Linked DNA regions of Pan troglodytes: region 1 is linked to region 2. The links are chromatin contacts, called in public Hi-C maps. All regions are on one chromosome and are shown on one strand. Each heading gives the region's core, a stretch centred on a gene start, on an enhancer-like site or on the middle of the called end of the contact. The rest is flanking DNA. Distances are from core to core; before and after follow the strand shown.

Region 1 (6,361 bases), core at 964-3,463, 260 kb after region 2:
GTTTTTTTTTTTTTTTTTTGGAGACCGAGTCTCACTCTGTCACCCAGGCTGGAGTGCAGTAGTGCAATCTCGGCTCACTGCAACCTCTGCCTCCTAGATTGAAGTGATTCTCCTGCCTCGGCTTCCCAAGTAGCTGGGACTACAGGCACCCACCACCACGCCTGGCTAATTTTTTGTGTTTTTAGTAGAGACGAGGTTTCACCATGTTAGCCAAGATGGTCTTGATCTCCTGACCTTGTGATGCACCTGCCTCAGCCTCCCAAAGTGCTGGGATTACAGGCATGAGCCACCGTGCCCAGCCAATGTTGAGTATTCTTGTGGTTGCATAGTGCTATCACCTGGTGGTTTAATTTGCATTTCTCTGATGACTGATGATGTTGAGTATCTTTTTATGCATGTTGTCTATTTCTATACTTTTGTGAAGTGTTCAAGTCTTTTGTCCATTAAAAAATTATCTTTTTAAAATCAGTAATTTGTTAGAGTTCTTTACATATTCTGTGAATTATACACACACACACAAACACACACATTCTTCACCTAATCTATAGCTTTCCTTTAACAGTTTATTGACTGAGCAAAAATATTAAATTGTATGGATCCAATTTATCAATGATTTCCTTCTATGGCTAAGGTTTTTGTGGTCCTATTGTAGTGACACAGAACTGTGTGGTAGAGAAGCCTGTTTCCAATGTCTAAGGAAATGGAGCTCAGGACTATAGCAAAGCTCACTGCTATGCAGTGATAGAAATGTTATGCAAATGCAGAGCAACTACCGAAAATGAGCTGTATGTGTTATATAACATAAAAGGTCATAAATAAGATGTCATTGCCTGTAAGACTATGCAAGTGATTGTTAGTTGGCAAAATTCAGATAAATTTTTCAAGGGTGTCCCCTCCCATGTATCCCTTTCCAACTTCTTTCTGGTCAGAGAAGGTGTAATTTACTGCTGGGAAGAAGAGAGAAATGTGTCTAATAGAGCCTCCAGCTTCCCTGGAGCTCCTGATTCTTTTCCATCTGCTGTGTGCTTTGCTGTCAAACAACATTTTGTAGATGTCTTTGGAACTGAGATCATGCCAGCAGGGTTCCAAGCTGATCTAGTGGAAGAGATTGCAACCCAGCTCAGGGCCAGAACCTTCCAGGATGGCCAGAAGGGGACAGCAGGCATTTCCTAGTCAAGAACATAGGAGTAGATAACCTCTAAATATGCCCTTGAAGCCATCAATTAACTAGGAATGACAGCTTTCTTAGCTATGGAACAGAAAAAATACCAGTAACAGGGCAGGAAATATTACCATAGGATGACAATTGCCATTACTCTTCCAAACCTAGCATTTGGATCCGCCAAGAAAGAGAAAGGATAGAGATAGTGCATGGAGTGCATGGGCTTAGTTATCATTCAGGGCCATTCTCTGCCAAAGTCAGGAGCTATATCCAGGGAAGTAAATTAACCCTATGGGATGAAGCTGTTTGTGTGGGGTTTGTGAACAAAAGTCGTTTGAAAAGGAATTTGGAGGAAAGAGGCTTATTCCAGTGAACAGTTTGCAAACCTGGGAGATACAGCCTTAAAGGAAGGTACATTCCAGAGTACAAAGGGAGGGCTCTGGTTTTATAGTGACAGTGCCTGCCCAGGTGCCCAATCATGTTCATTTATGCAAATAAAAGATTCAAACTTGCCTAGTTGTGATTGGTCAATACAGCTGAGCTCTGGTTGATTGGTTGATACAGCTGAGATCTTCTTGGCTGGTTCAGGTGAGCGCAGCATGTGGCAAAGTACAGCAGAAGTGCGGGTGGTCTGGGGACTCAGGGTGACCTCTAGTCAACTGCAGATGGCTGCGTGGCTCTATTCAAAATGTAGGCCCAGCTGGCCATCTGGGTGCCTCTTGAAGGAGTGGCTCTTTAGGGTTCACCTTTGTTTACAGGTGTCAGAAACGAAGAGACTCAAAAAGAGACTGCCTGCCCTTACTCACCTTGACTGAGCGCTGACGAAGACCACGGGGCCCTCTGCGCTGCAAGGGCGGAGGTGGCCCAGAAGCCCGCAGTGCCCACGTGCAGGACCCAGGGTAGGGGGTGAGGCCGGACGATGGCACCCGCCCCGCTGGTTCCCAGCCACACAGGGAGGCAAAGCAAAGGCAGCCCGCGGGCGGACGGAGCTGCAGGGGCCGAGCGTCGGCAAGCCCAGGACGGCGTGGCGCAGGGTTGCGGGCGCCCGACCTCCAGAGTGGCCCGCGGATGCAAGACAAAGCTTTAAAGCCTCGGGCAGCACAGCCACCCACTAGTCCCCAGGTATGAGGACGGTCTGAAGAACCTCTCTCTCCTCTGCCGGCTGAAGAGTTCCAAGACGAGTAAGGCAACAGCAAGGACGACACAACCACACACCACCACAACCACACGCCACCACCACCACACACTACCACAACCACACCACACACCTCCACAACCACACACCACCACCCCCACACTGCCACAACCACACACAACCACACACCACCACCACACAAAACCACACACAACCACACATAACCACAACCACACACCACAACCACACAACACCACAACACACAACCACAACCTCCCTCTGAGCAGCTCAGGCTGCTTTAACCAACCAATTTGGAATCCAATCAAAATCCTCTGCTGCCGTCTAGCGACGAATACCGGGAAAGCAGAATATATATAAGAAAGCTGTTTAAGAGGCAAAAAGTGATCGTCTAAAGGTTTGAAAGTGCAAGCCAGAAGAACCTGGTCATCCTGTGTTCATGACAGTGCCTTGAACTGGGTCACCCCGCACTTGCTAAGGGGCTGGTGTGGGATGTGACAAGAAGAAAGTCGTCAAGGGGACTCCAAGATTTCTGACTTGAGAAACTGAAAAAGCCACTGTTAACTGAGATTTTTTTTTAATGTGGGTGGAACGGATTTGGGCATAAAGATTTAAAAATCCAGTTTGAAACGTGCTAAATTGGAATGTTTAAAAGAGAATACTTGCTAAACTGAGCAATAATTATGCTGTCCCCAGGTTAGCAAGTGTCCCCTTTTAGGTCAAAGGATACAAAGTAGCAAGTATGTAGGAGGAACAAATCAAAAGATCTAATGAACAACATCGGGACTGTAGTTTCTATAGTGTGTTGTGTTAAGGATTTTTGCAAAATCAGTAGATCATAGCTGCTCTTGCCACAAGGCGGAAAAACGGAAAAATGGAAAAACGGGTAACTATGTGAGATGATGGATATATTAATCTGTTGTACTCTAGTAACCATTTCACTAGATAGATAATATCATGTTGAACACCTTAAATATACACCACTAGATTTATTTTTTAAAATAAAAGTGAAACATGGCTTGAAAACCAAAAAAATTAGCTGTACTATAATTTGATATGTTAAACATTGTCATGCAGTTATTTGATGTAACTACGCCCATAATTCCCAGGATAAAAATATTGGAGTCCTATTAAGATTACTTGGACATTAAGTAATTGGATTGGTCAAGAGGTGAAAGGGATATTACTGTCCCATAGAAAAAGTCAAATGCTGGTTCTCATATGTATATCACTTTGCATATTTGTATATTACGTGGATTGAACCTACGTCACATGGTGGAAGGACTGCATAAAAGGTTAACATAATCTTTTCTCTATCTCTGTGAAAATCTGACTGCAGGCTGTCTACCTCCTTTCCCCTGGGAACCTGGTGACATGAAATGTTTGCTTGAGAGCATTGCTTTTAGGAAAAGAATGGCCGATCTTAGGATGTATCTTTTCAAACTATGGTCTTTGTAACATTTCTGTCCTGAAACAGAAAAGACTTCTCCTCAACTGGTTGGGTAGCGCAATGTATTGACATAGAGTTCTGGTTCTAGCTCTGGTAGGCACAGAAAGACCACCGAGATTAACTCCCCAGACTCATCCCTCTGTAAACTGCTGAGGACAACAACTGTGCTTGGCCCTGCCTTACTCCCGGAAGTGCACTTTGAAATCTCTGCATGACATCACAGTGTGTTCAAAAGATGAACAAGTGACTGCTATTTGGTGTTGTGACCAAGGAAACTCTCCAGACTTCTAAATTCATATTCTTCTTCAAATAGAGGTGGCTAAGAATAGCATCCCGGGATTCTTTATCATTTATGAATCCTTTTGCTTACAACCGTTGGCAAAATGGCGTGGGGTGACGTTAACTTGTCAAATTAATGTAGAGGGATGCTAACTGTTTATGCGCAGCATATTTTGTGCTTATCATCTGCATCACTAAATCATACTTCATGAATGATTTCATTACTGAGTCAAGAGTTGTAGGGTTAGAAATACTGTAACTGATCATGTAATTGACAACAGAATAACTGTGGATTACTTGTTAGAACTCGATCAGGTTGGTAACCATTTGCAAAATAGCTGTTGTTGAAACCGAACTGTTACTGTTCGAAAACAAAAAGTTGCAGCATTGAAAGATTTATGGAAGTAGAAAATAGCTTCCACAACCCTGTTAGGCAATAGATTTTTAGATTGGAGAATTGGCGGACTATTACTGATGGGTATGGTAGTACCGATTTTGGTACTTATACATGCAGATTGTTATGTGATTGGATTGGTGCCCTGGGGTGGTGGAGTCTACACTGTAGCACAGGCTTGCACATGCACAGTGATAAAAATGTTACGAGATGGCAGAGCAAAGCTCAGAATGAATTATCATTAGGTACAAGTTCATAAACACATTGTAAGAGTACACATATGGTAAAATCTTTCAAAATCATACCCCCACCAATTCTCCTCACTGCTTACCCCCGTCTGTAGGTATTGAGAGAAAGTATGATTTATGGTGGCAGAGATAAATGAAATATCCAAGGGCCCTGCATTGCCCCAACTCCTGATTCTCTTCCATCTGTTTGTATGTGTTGTTGTCAAAGAAATAATATTTTGAAGAGAACTTTGGAATTGAGAAGATGTCTTGCAACGTTGTCTGAGGAATATCACTTACTTCAAAGACATAAAGATAACCTCCTCAGTCTTCTTCTGGAAGACTATACTTTTAGCTTTCACATTAAAGCCTGTGATCTAACTTGCATATTTTGTACTTTTGTGAAATAGAAGTCCAGGTTCATCATGGTTTTTTTTTTTCCCAAAGGGATGTCCCGGTGTATTAGTCAGAGTACTCCAGAGAGAACCAATCATATATATGGGAAGGGATTTATTCAGGGGAATTGGCTCCCAAAATCAACGAGAGGTGGAAAATTCCCACCATAGGGGAATCTGCAAGCTGAAGACCAGAGAAACCCATAGCTTGGCTCATTCTGGAAGCAGCCCCAAGTCTGAGATCTAAAGTGTGAGAGCCCCTCAGGAGTCTTGTGGTGCAAGTCACAGAGTCCAAACCTGAAGAACCTGGAGTCTGATAGGGCAGAAGGAAAAAAGGCATCTGTCTCTGGAAGGGAGAGAGAGAACAGAGAGGAGACAGCAGAGAATTCCCCTTTCTTCCACCTGTTTGTCCCAGCCAAACCTCCAGCCCATTGAATTGTGCCCACCCATATTGAGGGTGGGGCTTCTCTCAGTTCACTGACTCACAGGCGAGTCTCCTCTAGAAACAGCCTAACAGAAATACCCAGAGACAGTGCATCACCAGGCATCTAGGCATTCCTCAGTCCAGTCAACTTGACACCTAAAGTTAATCATCACACCCAGGAATCACAGCACTGTATTTTAAAGAGAATTTCCATTCACCACTGAATTGCATGGCAGTTTGTGAAAAATCAACTATGTATGTACGTGTCTATTTCTTAACTCTAGTCTGTTCCAGTGATCCTTCTGCTTATCCTTACACCAGTATCACACTGTACTGATAACTGTAGCTTTGTAATAAGTCTGGAAACAAGTAATATAAGTCCTTCAAATTTATTGTACTTTCTCAAGACTCTTTGATTATTCTAAGTCCTTTGAATTTCCATACGCATTTTAAAATCAGCTTCTCAATTTCTACAACAAAAAAAGACTCCTGGAATTCTGATTTGGATTTCGTTGTGTCTACAGGTCCATTTGGGGGAGAATGCATGCCTTAACAACATTGAATATTGCAATACAGGAACGTGGACTATCCTTCTATTTACTGAGTTCATATTTAATTTCCCTTGGCAATGTTTGTAGTTTTCAGTAATTAGGCCCTGCTTATCTTGCTCTAAATTTATTTTTCTATATTTTATATTTATTGATGCTATTGTAAGTGGTATTGCTTTTATAATTTTCTTTCCCAGCCGTCTTTATAGCTAATACATGGAACTCAATTGATTTTTGTGATTGACCTTGTGTCCTGTGAAGTTGCTAAATGTACTTATTACTTCTAGTAATTGTAACTATTGATTACTTATGACTTTCTTTACATAATC
Region 2 (6,246 bases), core at 673-3,172:
TTTTGTTGGCTTGATAAACCCGTTTTGTAACTGCAGAATCTCAGCGCATTTGGATGTCTTCCCCCAATTCTAGAATCTTCTTGGAGCACATCTGCTCTCAGGGTCCCCGTGTTTGCTCCTGCACGCTCCATTTTTTATCAACCTCCTTTTTCCTCAACTCAGTTTCCAGGCCTATCTGTGGGTATCCTCAGTCTCACTTGAAGGTAAGGAGGATGATTCGTCGAAAACGTTTAACTAATGGATTTCTCACTTCTTTCCCCTGGAAGTCACGTCCCATAGCAGTCACTAGACCATTTTGGAAGTGGGGAAGGTAGATCAGAAAGAGAAATGTGGGCCGGGCGCGGTGGCTCACGCCTGTAATCCCAGCACTTTGGGATGCTGAGGCAGGCGGATCACCTGAGGTTGGGAATTCAAGACCAGCCTGACCAACATGGAGAAACCAAGTCTCTACTAAAAATACAAAATTAGCTGGGTGTGGTGGCACATGCCTGTAATCCCAGCTATTGGGGAGGCTGAGGCAGGAGAATCGCTTGAACCCAGGAGGTGGAGATTGCGGTGAGCCGAGATCACGCCATTGCACTCCAGCCTGGGCAACAAGAGCAAAACTCTGTCTCAAAAAAAAAAAAAAAGAAAGAAAGAAAGAGAAATGTGACCGGGCATGGTGGTTCACACCTGTAATCCCAGCATTTTGGAAGACCAAGGCAGGCGGATGGCTTGAGCCTAGGCATTTGAGACCAGCCTGGGCAACATGGTGAAACCCCTCTCTACCAAAAGTACAAAAAGGAACCTGGCACAAGCCTGTAGTCACAGCTACTTGGGAGGCTGAGGCGGGAGGATTGCTTGAGCCTGGGAGGTTGAGGCTGCAGTGAGCCATGATGGCACCATTGCACTCCAGCCTGGGTGACAGAATGAGATGTTAGCTCAAAGAAAAGAAAAAAGAAAAAGAGAAATGTTAAGAAAACTTCCATCTAGAAAGAGAAAGGAGGGACAATGGGAGCTACTGGCTCGTGCAGGGAACAGGCTGGAGCTCGGGGGAGACGGTAGAGAAGGGGTCTCTTAAGGGCTGAACTGTGTTCCCCAACTCATCTGCTGCAGTCCAAACCCCAGTGCTTCAGAATATGGCTGTGTTTGCAGGGGGCTCTTTCAAGAGGGGATCGAGGTAAAATGAAGTCATTAGGGTGGGCCCTGATCCAATCTGACTGATGTCGTAAGAAGAGGAAATTTGGACATAGAGACCCACACAGAGGGAAGACCATTGAGGACACAGGGAAAAGACAGCCATCCAAGCCAAGGAGAGACCTCACCAGAACCCAACCCTGCCAACACCTTGGTCTTGGACTTTAGCCTCCAGAACTGAGAGGAAATAAGTTTCTGTTGCTTCAGCCTCCTAGCCCATGATTCTTTGCTATGACACCTGCAGCAGACTGAGACAGGCCTGACTGTCCCTCCTGGCCACCGGGTTGTGGCCTGACTATGAACAGGCTGATGGGCGCTGAGGGCAGAAGCTCCCTTGTCCTGCTTCCCATTGGGATTCTGGGCAGAAAACCTCTTAGCATTCTTGATCCAACATGAGGTTCCTGTTAGTGTGCAATCCGTAGCATCACTGGGCATGGAAGGACACATCTTCAGCTGCCCAGTTCTCCCTCAGCTCCTGGGATGCCCGGCGGGTCCCTAATCCTGGCGTGGGCCACATGGAGGGTCCAGAAGGCCACTCACATGCGGGAGGATGAGCTGAGGGGGACAGTGGTTGCTATGAGGGAAAAACCTGGGCCCCATAGGCCGACACAGCAGAGCAACTGCCCCGGCTGGGGAGCGCATGGAGTCACAGTTGGCTTCCGCTCTTTGGAGAGGGAGGTGGGGCCAGGCCAGCAGGGAGACACTGGGCCAGCTGACCTAAGAGGGTGGTGGCAGCAGATGGCAGCAGTGATCAATGACCAGGGTGACAGTCACTGTGGCTTAGAGGCCAAGGACACCGAGAGCAGCACAGGCCCCAGCTGCAGAGCCCAGGCTTCCTTGCCCAGGCACTGTTGGAAGACAAGGGAGAGGGTGTGGGTGTGGGGTGCTGAAGGAGGGAGTGTTTTCCTGTCAAAGGCAAATTGCAGCAGATGCAACATTCCCTTCGGGGCACAGGAGGGAAACTATAGCTTTCCTAGGAATCGGCAACTTCCCATGCAAGGAGCCCAAGGGTGGCAAATGCAGCCCTGGATTCCAGGGCCAGCCGCCACTTCTGCTAAACTGCAAAAAAGTCCCAGGTGTCATCTGGGCACCATGCCCAAATGGTGGAATTTCACTACTGGGAGATGGCATAATCACTTGTCCCTTGTGAAATGTCCCCACAGTCCTTCTTCTTTTTTTTTTTTTCTTTTTTTTTTTTGATACAGTCTCGCTCTGTCTCCCAGGCTGGATTGCAGTGGCGTGATCTCGGCTCACTGCAACCTCCACCTCCCTGGTTCAAGCAATTCCCCTGCCTCAGCCTCCCGAGTAGCTGGGACTACAGGCGCACACCACCACACCTGGCTAATTTTTTTGTATGTTTAGTAGAGACGGGGTTTCACCATGTAGGCCGCACTGGTCTGGAACTCCTGACCTCAGGCAATCCACCCGCCTCGGCCTCCCAAAGTGCTAGGATTACAGGCGTGAGCCACAGTGCCTGACCCCCAATTTTTTTTTAATTTCCCTTTTCTCTTTTCTTTCTGTGTTATCAAATGCTAACTCCCCAAGGTGTCACCGAAACAATCTGTTGATAAACACACAAAGCCCTGTAGATTCTGACTCTAAGGAAGATGAGGCAGAGGCAGGAGGACAAAGCTGGCATTTTTATTGAGATGCTGAAGTCTGATTCCAGGTGGGTTTTCCCATTGAATGGGGCCTTGATTAGGCTTGGGTGAGGACCATGTTGTAATAGGTGAGGATTTCGGGATGACACAGCAAACCGGTGATTCTGAGGCAGGGTTAAAAGAGACTTGAGAGGGTTTGATGTTTTGTATTGAAAAGCTGATGGGTCTTTCCAGAAGACGCTGAAAAGATAAAGTTATCTACAGCTCTGTGGCAAGAGTTTTCTGGAATAGTAAACTCATGTTGACGAGGACAAACACGCCAGTGAAGTCACGTTCATGTAGACAGTGAGCTGTGTGGTGTAGACAGTCCCAGTTCTCAATCTGGTACAAGAAAGCCCTGGTCCAGAGGCGGATGAGGCAGCGTGGCCAAGCAGAGCTGGTCTGCCTGGGCTCTCCAGGGCTCTGTCGCTTATGGTGTGTGAGATTTGGGGATAGTTGCCTCACCTCAAGGCCTGGAAGATAGCAAGTTCTTGCTGTTAATCTTATCAGAATCTATTCTCAGCCCTCAAAGGACTTCAGCATTCATGGAGAAATCAGATGTGCCGCAGGCGTGGCCTGAGAGACCCAGGCTCACCTCCCGGCATATCCTTGGGCAAGCAGGTTGCCGCATGTCCAGCCTCACAGCTCCCCGCCTGCAGTCTCTTCCGTGTGCTTCACAGGGCTGTCATGGAGAGCGCATGCAAAACCACACACGCTCAATTCTGGAGCCCTCTGCTATGAACGGCATCCCTAAGGGGCCTCCCATTCACTTCCCCCATCTCTCTTACCTCCCCTTCCCCACCCCGTCTCCATTCCTCTGCCAGTTGCTCCCCTCCCACGCCTCTTGTTTCTCCCCTCCCTGCCTGTGCCTTTATTTACCCTTTCTGTGTATGTTTGGTTTCTTTTCAGGGTAAAACCGTTATTCTAGGCCTATGTTTGTCTAGTTTCAGCTGAAGACACCACATATGTTTACCACAGTTTGGCTTTGGCAACAGAGTCCTAGGGTCAGACCCAAGCTAGCTAGCTGTGCAGACGGAGGTAAGGTACCTAATGCTGCGCCATCTGTTTGCACATCTTAACGATGACACAGTGCCTGCTGTGTATAGAGGTGTATTCACGTTGGCCGGCAGAGGCAGATGAAGGAATGCTTGACTCACCTCCCAAGGTCTCCCAAGTAAACCACAGGAACTACTTTGTCGGGGGCTTTGGGGTCTGTTGGACTAGTGGGCCAGGCTGTCTGCGTCCCAGTCGTGGCTCCACCCCTCAGGGCCAGGTTAGTGAGGCGCTGAGGAGCTCCACTTGGCACAAAACTTAAGGGGCCACCAAAAAACTTTGTAATCAAGCTGGATAATATCTTCATGCAGTCTTTCTAAAGATCTTATCAGCAAACTACAGCTCACAGGCTGGCCTCCTGTTTTACAAGTCATGTTTTATTTCAGAGCTGAGATTCGGGAAGCTCATATATTCGGCAGGTACCCGGTATTAATGAGGCTGAAGTCTGCATCTAGTGGGGAGACCCATTCTGCCTCCGTGGCCCCTCTGCTCAAGAAGCATTTGCCATAGGCACTTGATCATCCTGTGCTTTGGCTCCCAAAAGCACAGCAACAAGGAGAAGGCCGGCAGTGGGGGCTGGGAGTGAGGGGAGAGGACAAGGCTGAGGAGTGTGGCTCTTCCGCCCTGGTAGCCCTGTGTCTCCAGGGTTGTTACCTATCCTGTCTCTTTCTCCTTGCTTTTTGTCCCGTATTTCCAATTCATTTAATAAGCAGTGTGTTTCAAACACTGTACTTTAACCTGTGAGCCTCTCTGTTCCTTGGTGTCTGTGACAGTTTGCCTGGCAGTGAACTTGGAGGCTCCCACTGCTTCAAGGAACTTTCCATAGGAGAGGGGTTTTGACCTCCTCCCTAGTGTTCAATTGATCCAGGACTTTTCTTATTTTGGGTGAGTCTAGATAAACAGGCCAAATATAGCACCATCGGGAAAAGACAAAGAATGCAGTGACTAGGCCAGGCGCCGTGGCTCATGCCTATAATCCCAGCACTTTGGGAGGCGGAGGCGGGCGGATCACGAGATCAAGAGATCGAGACCATCCTGGCTAACGTGGTGAAACCCCGTCTCTACTAAAAATACAAGAAATTAGCCAGGTGTGGTGGCAGGTGGCTGTAGTCTCAGCTGCTTGGGAGGCTGAGGCAGAATGGCATGAACCGGGAGGCAGAGCTTGCAGTGAGCCGAGATCACGCCACTGCACTCCAGCCTGGGTGACAGAGTGAGACTCCCATCTCAAAAAAAAAAAAGAACTAATTCTCAGTTGCTGCAGACACCAGAGTGGGAAAATCAAGAAGTACCTCCATGGAGTGGCCCCCAGACACATCCAGGAGAGGTGTCCTGCAGGGCCCCGCAGGGCTCCTCAATATTCTAGATTAAAAAAGACTTTAGGGCTGGGCGCGGTGGCTCACACCTATAATTCCAGTACTTTGGGAGGCCAAGGCGGGTGGATCACCTGAGGTCAGGAGTTTGAGACCAGCCTGGCCAACATGGTGAAACCCCATCTCTACTAAAAATAAAAAAAATTAGCCGGGTATGGTGGTGGGACCTGTAATCCCAGCTGCTTGGGAGGGTGAGGCAGGAGAATTGCTTGAGCCTGGTAGGTGGAGGTTGCAGTGAGCAGAGATCACACCATTGCACTCCAGCCTGGGTGACAGAGTGAGACTCTGTCTCAAAAAAGAGACTTTAGCAAGATGCAATGAGATTGCTCAGATTGCATGTGGTTGAGATAAACAGGCTCTCCCGCCACTCCCACCACACATATCCTCTCCTTAGCTAATAGGGCTTACAAAGACTCTCCCTGAGCCTAAACAGAGTATCAGCAAAGTCAGACCCTTTTTTTTTTTTCTTGAGACAGGTCTCCCTCTGCTTCCCAGGATGGCGCTCAGTAGTGTGATCCTGGCTCACTGCAACTTCCACTTCCCAGGTTCAAGTGATCCTCCCACCTCAGCCTCCCAAGTAACTGGGGCCAGGCATGCACCACGCCCAGCTAAGTTTTGTAATTTTGGTAGGGACGGGGCCTCATTGTGTTGCTCAGGCTGGTCTCAAACTCCTGACCTCAAGTGATCCTCCTGCCTCGGCCTCCTGAAGTGCTGAGATTACAGGTGTGAGCCACTGCAGCTGGCTGTGAGCCGCAATTTTCACAGAAAACCAACCGGGGCTCCAAACGATCCAGCAATTTAAAACAATGCAACATTCCAAAGTGCAAGGTGAAGTTATCTTCTCCCCAGTGCTTTCTGAACCAAGGAAATATTCAGCTGATGCACGTTCCTGCCCCCAAAGGTATAGCGGCCTCTCCCCTTCCCACTGACAAGGGGCATGTCGTCTTCTCTTCAGCAAAACTATAGGCTTGAAGGCCAGCCTGGCTGTTGTCTTGAGAAAAAAGTTT

What was found. Hi-C and Micro-C count contacts between places; a contact is called where the count stands out from the background.
Region 1: a contact with region 2 is called in a Hi-C map of induced pluripotent stem cells, with 3 times the contacts expected there. The contact joins two enhancer-like sites. A contact is called at or near these places in 3 of 7 Hi-C or Micro-C datasets (induced pluripotent stem cells and stem cell-derived neural progenitor cells).

The regions. Positions count from the first base shown.
Region 1 is chr17:23,974,583-23,980,943 of NHGRI_mPanTro3-v2.0_pri, forward strand. No RefSeq gene overlaps it. Among named protein-coding and RNA genes, the nearest start is that of ARHGAP28, 190 kb to the right of the region's middle. Within about 2 kb of position 2,214, at least 2 of the 24 cell types and tissues checked have an H3K27ac peak or open chromatin away from gene starts, as enhancers often do. A contact at or near this core is called in induced pluripotent stem cells, where this site is marked.
Region 2 is chr17:23,718,694-23,724,939 of NHGRI_mPanTro3-v2.0_pri, forward strand. No RefSeq gene overlaps it. Among named protein-coding and RNA genes, the nearest start is that of LAMA1, 54 kb to the right of the region's middle. Within about 2 kb of position 1,923, at least 2 of the 24 cell types and tissues checked have an H3K27ac peak or open chromatin away from gene starts, as enhancers often do. A contact at or near this core is called in induced pluripotent stem cells, where this site is marked.